2 separate regions of the Anas platyrhynchos genome follow, and region 1 is linked to region 2. Evidence: chromatin contacts called from public Hi-C data. All regions are on one chromosome and are shown on one strand. The core of a region is the stretch at or near the end of the contact, and the rest is flanking DNA. Distances in the headings are between cores, read along the strand shown.

Evidence for each region. A called contact is a pair of places that touch in the nucleus more often than the background predicts.
Region 1: a contact with region 2 is called in a Hi-C map of subcutaneous adipose tissue, with 2.1 times the contacts expected there. The contact joins the enhancer-like site here to the promoter of TRNAU1AP in region 2. A contact is called at or near these places in 3 of 8 Hi-C or Micro-C datasets (liver, skeletal muscle and subcutaneous adipose tissue).

Annotation. Positions count from the first base shown.
Region 1 is chr24:4,655,711-4,661,479 of IASCAAS_PekinDuck_T2T, reverse strand. LOC101804293 (lethal(3)malignant brain tumor-like protein 4) reads left to right here. Exons shown (of 21, transcript XM_027443810.3): 17 at 1,042-1,173; 18 at 1,575-1,636; 19 at 4,269-4,435. Among named protein-coding and RNA genes, the nearest start is that of TMEM200B, 30 kb to the right of the region's middle. Within about 2 kb of position 3,604, at least 1 of the 8 cell types and tissues checked has an H3K27ac peak or open chromatin away from gene starts, as enhancers often do. A contact at or near this core is called in subcutaneous adipose tissue, where this site is marked.
Region 2 is chr24:4,482,010-4,487,759 of IASCAAS_PekinDuck_T2T, reverse strand. It overlaps TRNAU1AP (tRNA selenocysteine 1 associated protein 1), which reads left to right and starts at 2,980. Exons shown (of 9, transcript XM_072027411.1): 1 at 2,980-3,202; 2 at 5,566-5,663. The coding sequence starts at 3,176. It overlaps LOC139999382 (a long non-coding RNA gene), which reads right to left and starts at 1,824. Exons shown (of 4, transcript XR_011804814.1): 1 at 775-1,824.

The DNA of each region.
Region 1 (5,769 bases), core at 2,355-4,854, 170 kb before region 2:
AAACTGTAACTGCGATCCACCCCAGAGCCTGTTGCATTACACTGCTAGGTGTAATGGCTCCGTATGTATCACTTGGCAAACAAGTGGAGTTCCTTCAGATGTTTTATTTTCTTACATGAAGATCTTGGAATTGAGTATCATTGAGGTAAACAGCGTATTAGTTCACTGGCTGCAGGAGGCAGTCAGTCTGTCATTGGGACAAACCTGGGCAGGAATTCTTTCACTATTGTCACTTACAATCTGTAGGAATTCTGTCTCACTGAGGCAGTCTCTGGTGATATCTTAGGTCTTTTCTGTATTTTAAGGCCTGTATGCATTTTAAGGTTTCTTTGCTTTACTTAGATTTATAACGTTATTGAGATATGTTTGGTCAGACAAAAGGAATGCCTCTCCCCTGAAGTGTGCATAGCCAGGCCAAAGTTTGCCTCTTCTCATCCCAGCAATGTGCTGGGATCTCTTTTTGCTACTCTTGACAATGGAATTGATTGCATTTCAATGGCACTGTTACTTGAAAATTTTATCAGGAGTTTTGGGATTCTCCTAGAATAAATGGCAATCTAAAATTGCAGTATACTTATGTTTTTCTAACTAGTTAATTTCCTGATAGTGGGAGGTTCAAATTCAGTATGCGTATCTTTTAACTTCTGCTGTTTGTCCTATCATGGTTAACTGTGTGGCTCTATTTACGCAGCAAACTTAGCTGCGGGAACTGTCTTAAATGTTATCCAGAGGAATCAGAGTTCCAAAATCTTAAATCTCTTGATTTCACCGCAGTACATGCTTCAGTGGGTTTCTTCTAGCTGCTGGGATCAGAGCCTTGGTCCACAGGGGCTGATTATTTCAGATAATCTCTTTCAATCCATGCTAGAGTAAAAAAGCACTTTGTACTGTGCCAGTAGCGATGGTGGGGGAGAGGAAGGCTTCCACCACTAGGTGGTAGTTGTTACTCTTGTTTGCAAGAAGCTGCTGGCTTTGCCTCTCCTCTGGGAAAAGGGAACAGAGGATGTCAGCTTAGCTGCTATCATTTATCTGTCTCTCCAGAAAATCTGCACAAGAAAGTGAAAAGTCATGTCAAAGCAGTGTTCACAGTCTGTCGGAACAGTCTGAAAACAATCAAGAGAAAGACTGGATGGAAGAGGAATCGTCTGCAGACATCAAAGCCAAACCGAAAAAGTAAATAAGATTTTTGTGAGGTATTTTCATGGATTAGCAGTTTTGCCTCTTGATGCTGCTGCTACATAGGAAATACAGATGTAAATCAGGAGCTTAGAACGGCTCAGTTTGATCAGAGGTTTGCAGCACAGAGTTTTAGAATGACATGTTGTTAAGTCTCCTCCTTTCCTCCCACTATTTCGGGGACTTTATTTCCCACTGTGAACTCAAATCTGAGTTGTAGCTATGAACTGAATATCACAGTCCTTAGCGTAGAGAGGCCAGGGACAAGTAGTTTTATCGCTAATGGTAAGAGAGAGATAATTTTGGTTGCTAAATACACCGTTAATCTCTTTCTGTAGAGGAGGTTGTGTTATCAGTTTGTGTTATCATTTGAAATGTTTTGTACTTGATGCTTTCAGGCTTGGGTGCTCACGTGCCTATATAAAGTTCCAGATGGTGAAACAGGAAAACAATGGGAAAGGTTGGTTGATTTATTTATTTATTTGTGTGTGTGTGTTTGCATGTGCAATATACAAGACCCCCAAGGACAATTTAAAACTCTACAGCTTTTTTTGTTTTTGATTCCACGGTCAAGAGAGAACATACCCTGGAGATTATGATAACGGTAGTCTTTTTTCCTTTAAAATGAAGAAGAAGAGTAAAATTGCGTAGAGGTAGAGGGTTTAATACTTTTTAGAGTGCAGCTTTGTATTTATGAACTGAGAAAGACGAGCCTTCATCATCTGTAGTACCACTGCATACTCTCCTGAAATGGCAAGGGGAAGTTGTTCCCTCGGCTGCAACCATTCTGCTGGTAGAGTGAGCAGAGGTGTCATGGGACACAGACAAAACCTGGCAGATAGTTGCTAAGTTCAGTTAACTTCTTGCAGTAGATTCCCCCTGGGTATTCAGAAACACAATTAGAATCATTTAGGGTAACTTTTTGAAGGTTCTCCTAAGGAGGAAAAAGAAAATCAAGTGAAAAAAACAATGTATTTTTTATTCTGGTACTTGACAGGTTAAGTTTTAAGAGAAGCTTTCTGGTATCACTTTGGCAAACCATATGCTTAACTTTCAGATTTACTATAAAAAGCCATTTCAGAGAACCGAGCTGACCAGGCTTTTAGGAGGATTTAACATGGTAATAAGTCTCCAATCAAAAATAGCTAAGCAGGCACAAACTGGGGCAGGTGCCTAGCTTTTTTTTTTTTTTATTCATTTTTACCTTGTGCTGACTTCTGCAGTCAGAGCTAGAGAAGTCTGCCAGCTCTGAGCTGTAGTTGCAGTTGGCAGGGAAAGCTGTCTGCTTTCCCGTCGCATTTACCTTAAGCAACGTGATGGAAATCAGTAGAGGGAAATTCTGCAATAATCCACTGACCTGTAATTTCGTGATTGCCCAGAGCTTTCATCCCATCTATATTTAAACTATTAGGACACTGCTTCCTTCTGAATGGACAATAATTTCTGTAGATCATGGTTTGGACACTTTCCCCGAGGATCTGGGCTCAGGGAAGGAAAAGGCCTTCCAGTTCGTGTTGCTGTGAGGCTCCCTCTCCCTCCAGGTGCCTGTCACTGTTCCTGTGCACGCTTTGCAGCAGGCAGGCTTTTTGTTCGCCGTGAGCTGCCGTGTTATCAATGTGACTAAAGGTTTAAAGGCTTACTGGTGACATTCAGGGCGGAGAAGGGGGTGAAATGAAGAAAAGCCAAGCTGTAAGGATGAGGAGGGAATAAAATGAATAGGGAACAGCCTGTGATCGAGGCCGTGCCCACGCAGCAGGGATGTGGCAGCACATAAGATCCTGGCACGAATGGGACCTCCTGGCACGGGGAGGGGGGTGAGGCCAGCTGCTGCCAGCCGCTGGGGACACAGGGAGAGACAAGGTGAGGAGCAGGTGACAGCCTCCCAGGAGCAATGTCTCATGCTGTGTCATCACCAGCAGCATCAGCTTCTGCACTAAGGAGCAGTTCTTTCATGGGCTTTATTTATTTAAGTTTTAATTCCCCCACTCTGGTCTCGTTATTAGAAATAGAGACCCGTATCTGATGCTGTCCTGCATCCCTTAGTGAGGTGGCGATGAAGGGAGGTGACCCAGCAGGGGACAGAGGAAAAACCTTTGCCTCTAACACTTCTTTCACCTCAGCTGGTGAGGAGCAGGCAACCTGTCAAAACGTTCCCTATGGCACTGCTTTCATTGTGCTTTACAAGCAGCACCTGGCACACCCCACAGGTCCTCACACACTGTCCTGCAAACGCTGCTCACAGTAACACTGAATAAATCTGAGGCAGGCAGCAGCCCTGTCGGTGCTGTGGCTGGGGAAGGTTTATGAAAACAGCAGCAAAACGGGACGTGGGTCCTGCTGCCACGGGATGGCGCCTGGCAGCCTGCACCGTGCCTGCTGGGGGGCGAGGGGACGGGGCACGGTACCCCTTGTAAAGCAGAGGAATGCTTTCCATGCTGTTTCCATCCTCTGCTTCACTTCCTGTTGTATAACCGGGCAAATCCCTGTAGGACCATGACTCTGCACTACTCAAATGATCTCATTAGGGAGGGGTGATTTCTTCTGTCTCCCTTTTTTTTTTTTTCCCTTCCTCCTTGATTTTTTTTTTTTAAAGCCTCCATCACTTGACACATGAGGAGGGAACTGATGTCTGGAGGTAACATGCAGCACTCCTGGCCTGGGAGCCTCCTGGGGAGGCGGCGAGCCCAGGCCATCAGCTGGCATGCTCCTTGCAGGCTGGCTACAGCTGTGAGCTGGAACGATGCCATTAGTTTCCAGCTGAAGATGCTGTTACCAGAACTCCTCCACCTTGTCAATAAAATGCTGCAAACATCTTCTGTGTTAGCAGCGTGACATCATTTTCCTGGGAGGAAGCTAACGAGCTAACGATAAAGCCTCCAGCCTGGCAATCTTATCTTATCTTATCTTTTTTTGGTTTCTTTTTCTTGGGAGGGTGGGGGAGAACGCCCTGAGAGCTGTGTGCCCTGCAATAGCAGTGCCTGGCTGCCTGCTTGTCCTGCCTTGCTTTTTCCTCCAGACTGTGACCCTTCCTCTTTTGTTGTAATTGCTCCTACTTGAAAACTCGCTCTGACTTGTCTCGTTTCCTTTTCCAGACCCTGATTTCGATCTCCAGCAGGCCCTCCACCAGTCCATCTTCATGCCTTCCCTGACCTCTAACCCGACCCACCGCCTCCATCTCTGCTGGGAGCAGCACTGCAAGCTCTTGCCAGAGGTCTCGGGCCTCACAGCCAAGCACGTGGCCAAATGGACTGTGGAAGAGGTGAGTTACCTGCTACCTGCTCCGCTCTCGGCTGCAGGAATGCCAGAGCCCTCCTTTTTATGGAGTGCTGATTAGAAAACATCTTTATTTTCTGTGCGTCCCTAGGTAATGCTTTGCCATTTGCCTCGCATATGCCAGAGCTGACTCAGCTAGAAGTTGTACCTGAGTCCTTTATAAATGGAGGGGAAAGATCCCTATTAACTCTCTGGTGCCCATGGGTTATTTCAGTGAATGAGACTCTCTTTGTTTATTTACCCCTTGATCTTTCAGTGCTCAGGCCTGAAACACGATTCTGACACCAGATTCTGTTTCTCTCTGGTCTCCCTCCCCCTCTCCTGTGACTTTCCTGCTTATTCACTTTTACGTTGCAGATAATTCCAAACTGCACTGTGCATACCCACTCCTCCCACGTCTCCCTGCCTGTTTCCCCTGCAACAAAACTGCCCACAGCCTGACCTGATTTCTGACAGAGGTAGCTGTGCAGCTGGGGAGATGTCTCTGCAGTCCCAGCGCTTGAGATGTCTCGTGTAATTAGGAGGCATGTGAAAACGCTGGTATCTTTTGTGTGCTGAGTAGTTGGTTTTTGCCTTGATGCCTTGGGCATAAATAATATTTGTATCTCCACTCGGGAAGCGGTGACAATTTGGATCCTGGCGCTTAATCACAGGCCATTTAATTGAAGAGAAATGTGCTGTAATGTTGCGCTTGCAAGGAAGGAGGTAATCTGCAAAGCAGGAAAAGGTGCCATTCTTCATGATGCATAGAGGATCTTCAGAGACTTTTAAAAAGTGCATTTTCCCTAAGTGCCTCTTACGTCAGATAAATCCAATCTTTACTTTGTTCTTCATGCTGGAGGACTGGTTGGAGTCTGGTGGGATTGCAGAATCACAGGGGATGGGAACCACAGCAAATGTGAAGGCAATAGAGCAATTAGTGTGGCTGCTTTAAAAACTGTCCATTTTTTTCTTCTTTTTTTCGTTTAAGTTTTAATGAAAATGAGTTAGAATTAAATTCATAGCAAGGAGGAAAAAAATCTCTCTGAAAGATTTTCTATTTGTATCCTTCTAAGAAAGCTTCCACTGATTTTTTATTTTTTTTCCAAAAGGTCTTTTAGTAAATCAATACAGGCAGGAGCAGCTAATTCGCTGACATGAAAACATTCAGAATCTCTTTCTTTTGGACAAAACATGGAGGTTGTTTCATGGAGGAGCAGAGACAGGATACAAGCCAAATAAAATTTGTCCTTTACAGTTGACCTTTAAAGCAACTGCTGGGTAAATTTAACTGGGATATTAGTTTGATAGCAGATGAATATAAGTAGGGACCACAGGGCA
Region 2 (5,750 bases), core at 1,731-4,230:
CCTGACGATGCCCTAGAGGTTCAAAAATCAGAAAACAAATAAATCAAGCTGTAAACATGTTTTTAATCTGATTTGTACACACTCATGGTTTCTAAACAGCTAATATTCTGGAGTATTAAGTCCTGGCCATATTACAGAATGATGACAGAGATACAGATCCTACCCAGTATGAAGATACAGGATTTTCAGTCTCCTGCAAAAATGTAGTAAGAGTCAACGTTTATTACACCTTTCATCTGCAGGAAAAACCATCATGATCAACGTTTCTTTCGATTTCAACTTTTCTTGGTCGATTTCACACATTATTCTGGAATGAGAATGTTCTGGAGCAAGGTTGACGTGAACATTCACACTTAGCTTCACAAGAAGTTTCAGAGGATTAGCTCCTCCGCTCTGTGCCGCTCACATCAGGCTTAAGGATGCCAAATTTCACCACCTTAAAACCCTCAGCCAACAACCCGTGGTCCTGTGCTGCCCTCTCACGGGCTGCAAGCAACAGAGCAACACCACCTCTGCACGCCGAGACCCAGAAACTACAAAAGCATTGTACGGAGGGTTTGGATTGTCCCTGTCATCATCAGCTCGATTTATGGCATGCTGCAGTGACTGCACAGCCACAGCCAGGGCTTCAGCAGCTATGCCCAATGCCTGCCTTTCCATAAGAGGGTACAAGGCTCACAAGAAGCTCCTGCAACTACAACTGCTGTGTTTGGCAGCATGAAAATACCAACCAGCTCACTGGCATGCAGCCCTCGATCCTCTGGGTGCGCTTACCTCTGCTCCATCATAACCAGTGGTCTTATTTGCTCCAGGAACTGCCACCTTTGATGCCGAAAGCCTGGCAAAGTAAATTGGAAAAGAGAGAGGATCACACCATGCCCAATCCAACCCCACATGCTGGAGTGATGACTTCAAAGCCCAAATCTCACAACTGTTGAGTGAAGAGGCAGCATTTGACCTCACAGACACTGCACACAGGGGCAGCCCCCATTTGGCCAAGACAGCTGCTCCATGTGGGATCCTGAGGTGATTCTGCCCTGCCAGTCCTACAGCAGGACGCAGAGCAGAGGCTATGGCTGCTCAGACATCTCCTCACCCCAATAAACCACACCGAGCCTTTGGCCTCCTGGTGGCATTGCCAACAAATGTCCTTGTTTGTGCCTTTGTAAACCATGGGCCAGCACCAACAGAAGCGGTCTGAGTCGCCCACCCACAACAGAGAGCTGAAAACCTTCCACACCATTTATTATTCCATACACCTCCCATGGCTCTTTCAAGAAAACCTTGAAAAATTGACCGAAGTGCTTTTAAAACAACACAGTGGCAGGAATGTTATCCCTTTACGACCAAGTTATTTGAGATATGCAATGAGTTTCCATGATATTTTTGCACAGCACAATCTAATGTACAATTATACAAAGTAATTAATTCTGTTCTCTGGTTAAAAGCCTCACAATTTTTTAAGGCAATCCCATGCTGTGTGGGGGCCTGGGCTGACAGTTTAGAGAGCTGAAAAGAATTCAACCCCCGTCTCAGAAAAAGACTGATTTTTTAATTAGGAAATATCGAGGTTTGCTGTATTTGTCTTCACACATGAAACTCTGGAGTTTGTAATACCCATTTTCTTGCCATGGTCTACTACTGAAGGGGCTGGAAACTCACGTTCCCTTTGCAGGAAGAGCCTCCGTGCCCCCTTTGTCCTGTGCTCCTGCCCTCATCCCACTCCCAGCACGGCCTCACCTCATCTCCTGGTCCCCTCAGCCCTCTCCTCCTCCTCCTCAGCTCCAGCCCCGGGCCCCATCTCGCCCCCTTCCACCCAGGCCTGCCCCTCACCTCAGGTGTCGTCACAGGGCTGGGCCCCCACCCTGCTCCTGGCATCCCAAACCCTCCTTCTGGCACCCCAAACTCTCCTCACGATGCCCCAAAACCTCCTCCTTGAGCCTCAAACCCTCAATTCAGCACCACAAAACCTCTCACTACCCCAAAATCTCTCCCTAGAGCCCCAAAACCACTTCCTGGCATCCCCAACCCTACTCCTGGAGTCCCAAAACCTCTTCCTAACACCCCAAAAACCACATCCCAGCATCCCAAACCCTCCCCCTGATGCCCTAAAACCTCCTCCCCGTGCCCCAAAACCACCTCCCGGCACTCCAAACCACCCCCTAAAGCCCCAAACCCTCCTCCTGGAGCCTCAAACTCACCCCAGTGCCCCAAAACCACTTCCCGGCACCCCCAAAACCTCCTTCCAGCGCCCCAACCCTGCCCCTGGAGCCCCAAAACCACCTCCCAGTGTCTTCAACCCACCTCCTGGAGCCTCAAACCCTCCTCCTGGCGTCCCAAAACCACCTCCCAGTGTCCCCAAACCTCCCTCTAGAGCCCCAACCCTGTCCCTGGTGCCCCAAAACCACCTCCCGGTGTCCTCAACCCACCCCCTACAGCCTCAAACCCTCCTCCCGGAGCCTTAAACCCTCCTCCCAGCATCCCAAAACCACCTCCCGGTGTCCTCAACCCACCTCCTAAAGCCCCAAACCCTCCTCCTGGAGCCTCAAACTCTCCTCAGGGTGCCCCAAAACCACCTCCCGGCACCCCCAAAACCTCCTTCCAGAGCCCCAACCCTGCCCCTGGAGCCCCAAAACCACCTCCTGGTGTCCTCAACCCACCTCCTGGAGCCTCAAACCCTCCTCCCGGCCCCTCAAACCCTCCTCTTGGTGTCCCAAAACCACCTCCCAGTGTCCCCAAACCTCCCTCTAGAGCCCCAACCCTACCCCTGGAGCCTCAAAACCACCTCCCGGTGTCCTCAACCCACCTCCCGGCGACCCCAGTCCCTCCCCCTGGAGCCGATCCCTCCCCCAGAGCCCCGATCCCTCCCCCAGACCCCCGCTCCCTCCCCGCTGCCTCCCTCCCTCCTTCCCTCCCCCGGTGCCGCCCGCCTCCATCTTGAGCCCCCCGCCCGCCCTGCCTCGCTCCTCCTGCCGCCAGGGGCCGCTGCCGCGGGCCGGGGCCGCCCGTGGCGGCGGGGGCGCCGCTCTCTCCGCCCGCCGGGCGCCGCGGAGGAGGCGGCGGCGGGGGCAGCGCGGCGGCGGAGCAGGGCCGCGGGCACGGCGAGCGGCGGGGCCGAGCCGGGAGGGCGAAGCCGCGGCCCCGCCGAGCCCGCCCCGGGGCCTGCGGGAGCAGCATGGCCGCCAGCCTCTGGATGGGGGACGTGAGTGTCCGGCCGGGACCCGCGCGGGGCTTTGTGAGGCGGGGGGAGAGGAGGAGGAGGAGGAGGAGGAGGAGGAGGAGGAGGAGGAGGAGGGAGCCGGGGCTGAGGGCACTGCCGGGGGCTGGGGAGCACTGACGGGCGGACGGACTGACGGACACAGCCCCGCACTGACTGACTGACACTGACGGACTGACGGACACGGGCGGTCTGCATGCTGGCACTGACTGACAGACAGACAGACAGACTGACTGACTGACTGACTTACAGACTGACTGACAGACAGACTGACTGACTGACAGACGGACGGACACACACGCAGTCCCACATGCTCGCACTGACTGACTGACAGGCACAGCCCCGCACGCTCGCTCGCACTGACAGACAGACAGACGGACGGACGGACACACGCAGTCCCGCACACTTGTGCTGACAGACTGACAGACACACACAGAGTCCCGCACACTCGCACTGACTGACACACTCAGTGACACCCTCACGCTCCCTGACACCCACCCTGACACCCCCGGTGACACCCTCACACAGGCACACACCCCGCCACGCACCCTGACTGACACACACACGCTTCCAAGCCGACCACACTCACACACGCACCGGCTGACACACACACACACGGAGGTACCTCACACAGAGCCAGGCTCACAGGCAGGCGCACACCCCCGCAGGGACCCCCGTGTGCCCCCCAGCTGTGGGCACAGCCACGCTCGTGGCACTTGCACCAGTGTCCCTCGTGCTGGTGTCAGGTCCCTACAAGAACAACCGCTGTCGTGGTTGCGGTCTCGCAGGCGCTCACAAGCCTGTGGCTGACTTGCTGCTAGGCACCTGCGTGCTCACAAGCTTCAGGGGACACGCTCACAGCACCGGCACGCTCACAGCTCTGCACTCGTGTTCATGCTACACACAAAGGGACACCTCCAGCCTCTCCACAGCATCTTCTTCAGCCACCCCTCTCACAAACTCTCTGGAACACGAACGTGCAGACCCCAACAGCCACCACCTGTTGCCTCTACGAGTCTGCCTTTGGTGGACACACACACACCACAGGGACACCCGCACGGCCCGTCCCTACAGAGCAGGGCTACCTCCAGCAACTTGCACGTGGAAAAGCCAGTGGTGTTTCACACTCGCTCCTCAGCAGGGCATCTGCCAACTTTTGCACGTGCAAGGCAGCACGGCCGCCTGTTGTCAGGTGCACACAGAGACCACACCAGTCTGCATGTTCCCTCATCCACACGAGTGTAGGAAACACCCGGTACCTGACATGCACACAGGCATGCTGCAGGGCTGTCACCACAAGGCCATAGGTATTTGTACTCACACGGAGCTATTTGTATTTTCCCCACACCTCATCACCTCTTCCACCCCCAACCCCCGTGATGCCAGAGTGAACTCCGTGTGTGCACAATCCCTCTTTTCACTCACAAACACAGCCACCGTACCCCTGTTGCTTGTCCCACAGGCATCACACACAATCCTCATTTCTCTTTTCTTCTTTCCCGTGCCACTTTGTGTTACACGGAGGCGTCCTTTTAGAACCCCAGAATCATTAAGGTTGGAAAAGACCTTCGAGGTCATCTGGTCCAACCCTCACCCTACCAGCAGTCTCACCCACTAAACGTGTCCCAGGACCTTCATCGTGGATTCAGTCCAACTCACAGTGCCATTTTGTGCTTTTCAGCTACTTACACCATCCAGACATCCGCACTCACACTCAGCATCATTCACACAGGACCGCAGCCACATCACATCCCTCTTACACACCGTGCTGCCTTCCCGCGTACACCCCACAACACAATCACTGCACCCACAGACCTGCTGCGGGCTGCGACTAGAGGACTCCCAGTGCTGCCCCACGGAGCTCCGTGGTTGCGTGAGGTTGGCACGGCTCTGCAAACCCCAACCCGAGCTCGATGGGGGCTGTGTTACCTGACACGCCACCCGCTCATCACAGCACCCCGGCTGTGCCACACCTGTGTACTGTCAGTGCTGGCCCAACCTCCGTTTGCATAGAGAGAAGGAGCTCGCCATCTCCTTACCCCCCTGCTCCTGTGTAGTGAACGCTCAGTTTGTTGCTGTATGTCTCTGAGTGGCTTTTGTCCTTCTGTGAAAGCTCCCTGTTCTCTGAAATTCATGCTGTCTCTTGGGTTCCACTTTGCAGACTGTTGAGCCTGGTTCATGCATGCCTGCTGGTTTTGAGTGGCATCGACCCTCTTAAATGAGTCTTCTTTTTGAAGTGTAAGGGTAAAATACTTCTCAATAATGTTTTAACTGCTTAGGGTGACATTGACACATATATTCTCCTTTTTGTAGTTGCCCTGATCTAACTTATTTTTTTGCTTTTGTAGCTGGAGCCGTATATGGATGAAAACTTTGTTTCAAGAGCCTTTGCCACCATGGGAGAGCTTGTACTGAGTGTAAAAATCATTCGAAACAGGTTGACAGGGTAACTCTTTCTGCTTGTTCTCAATTCGTTCTGCCACTGCATCTCTACATTTGGATTGAACTGTTTGCCCTTTACGTGGCATCGCTG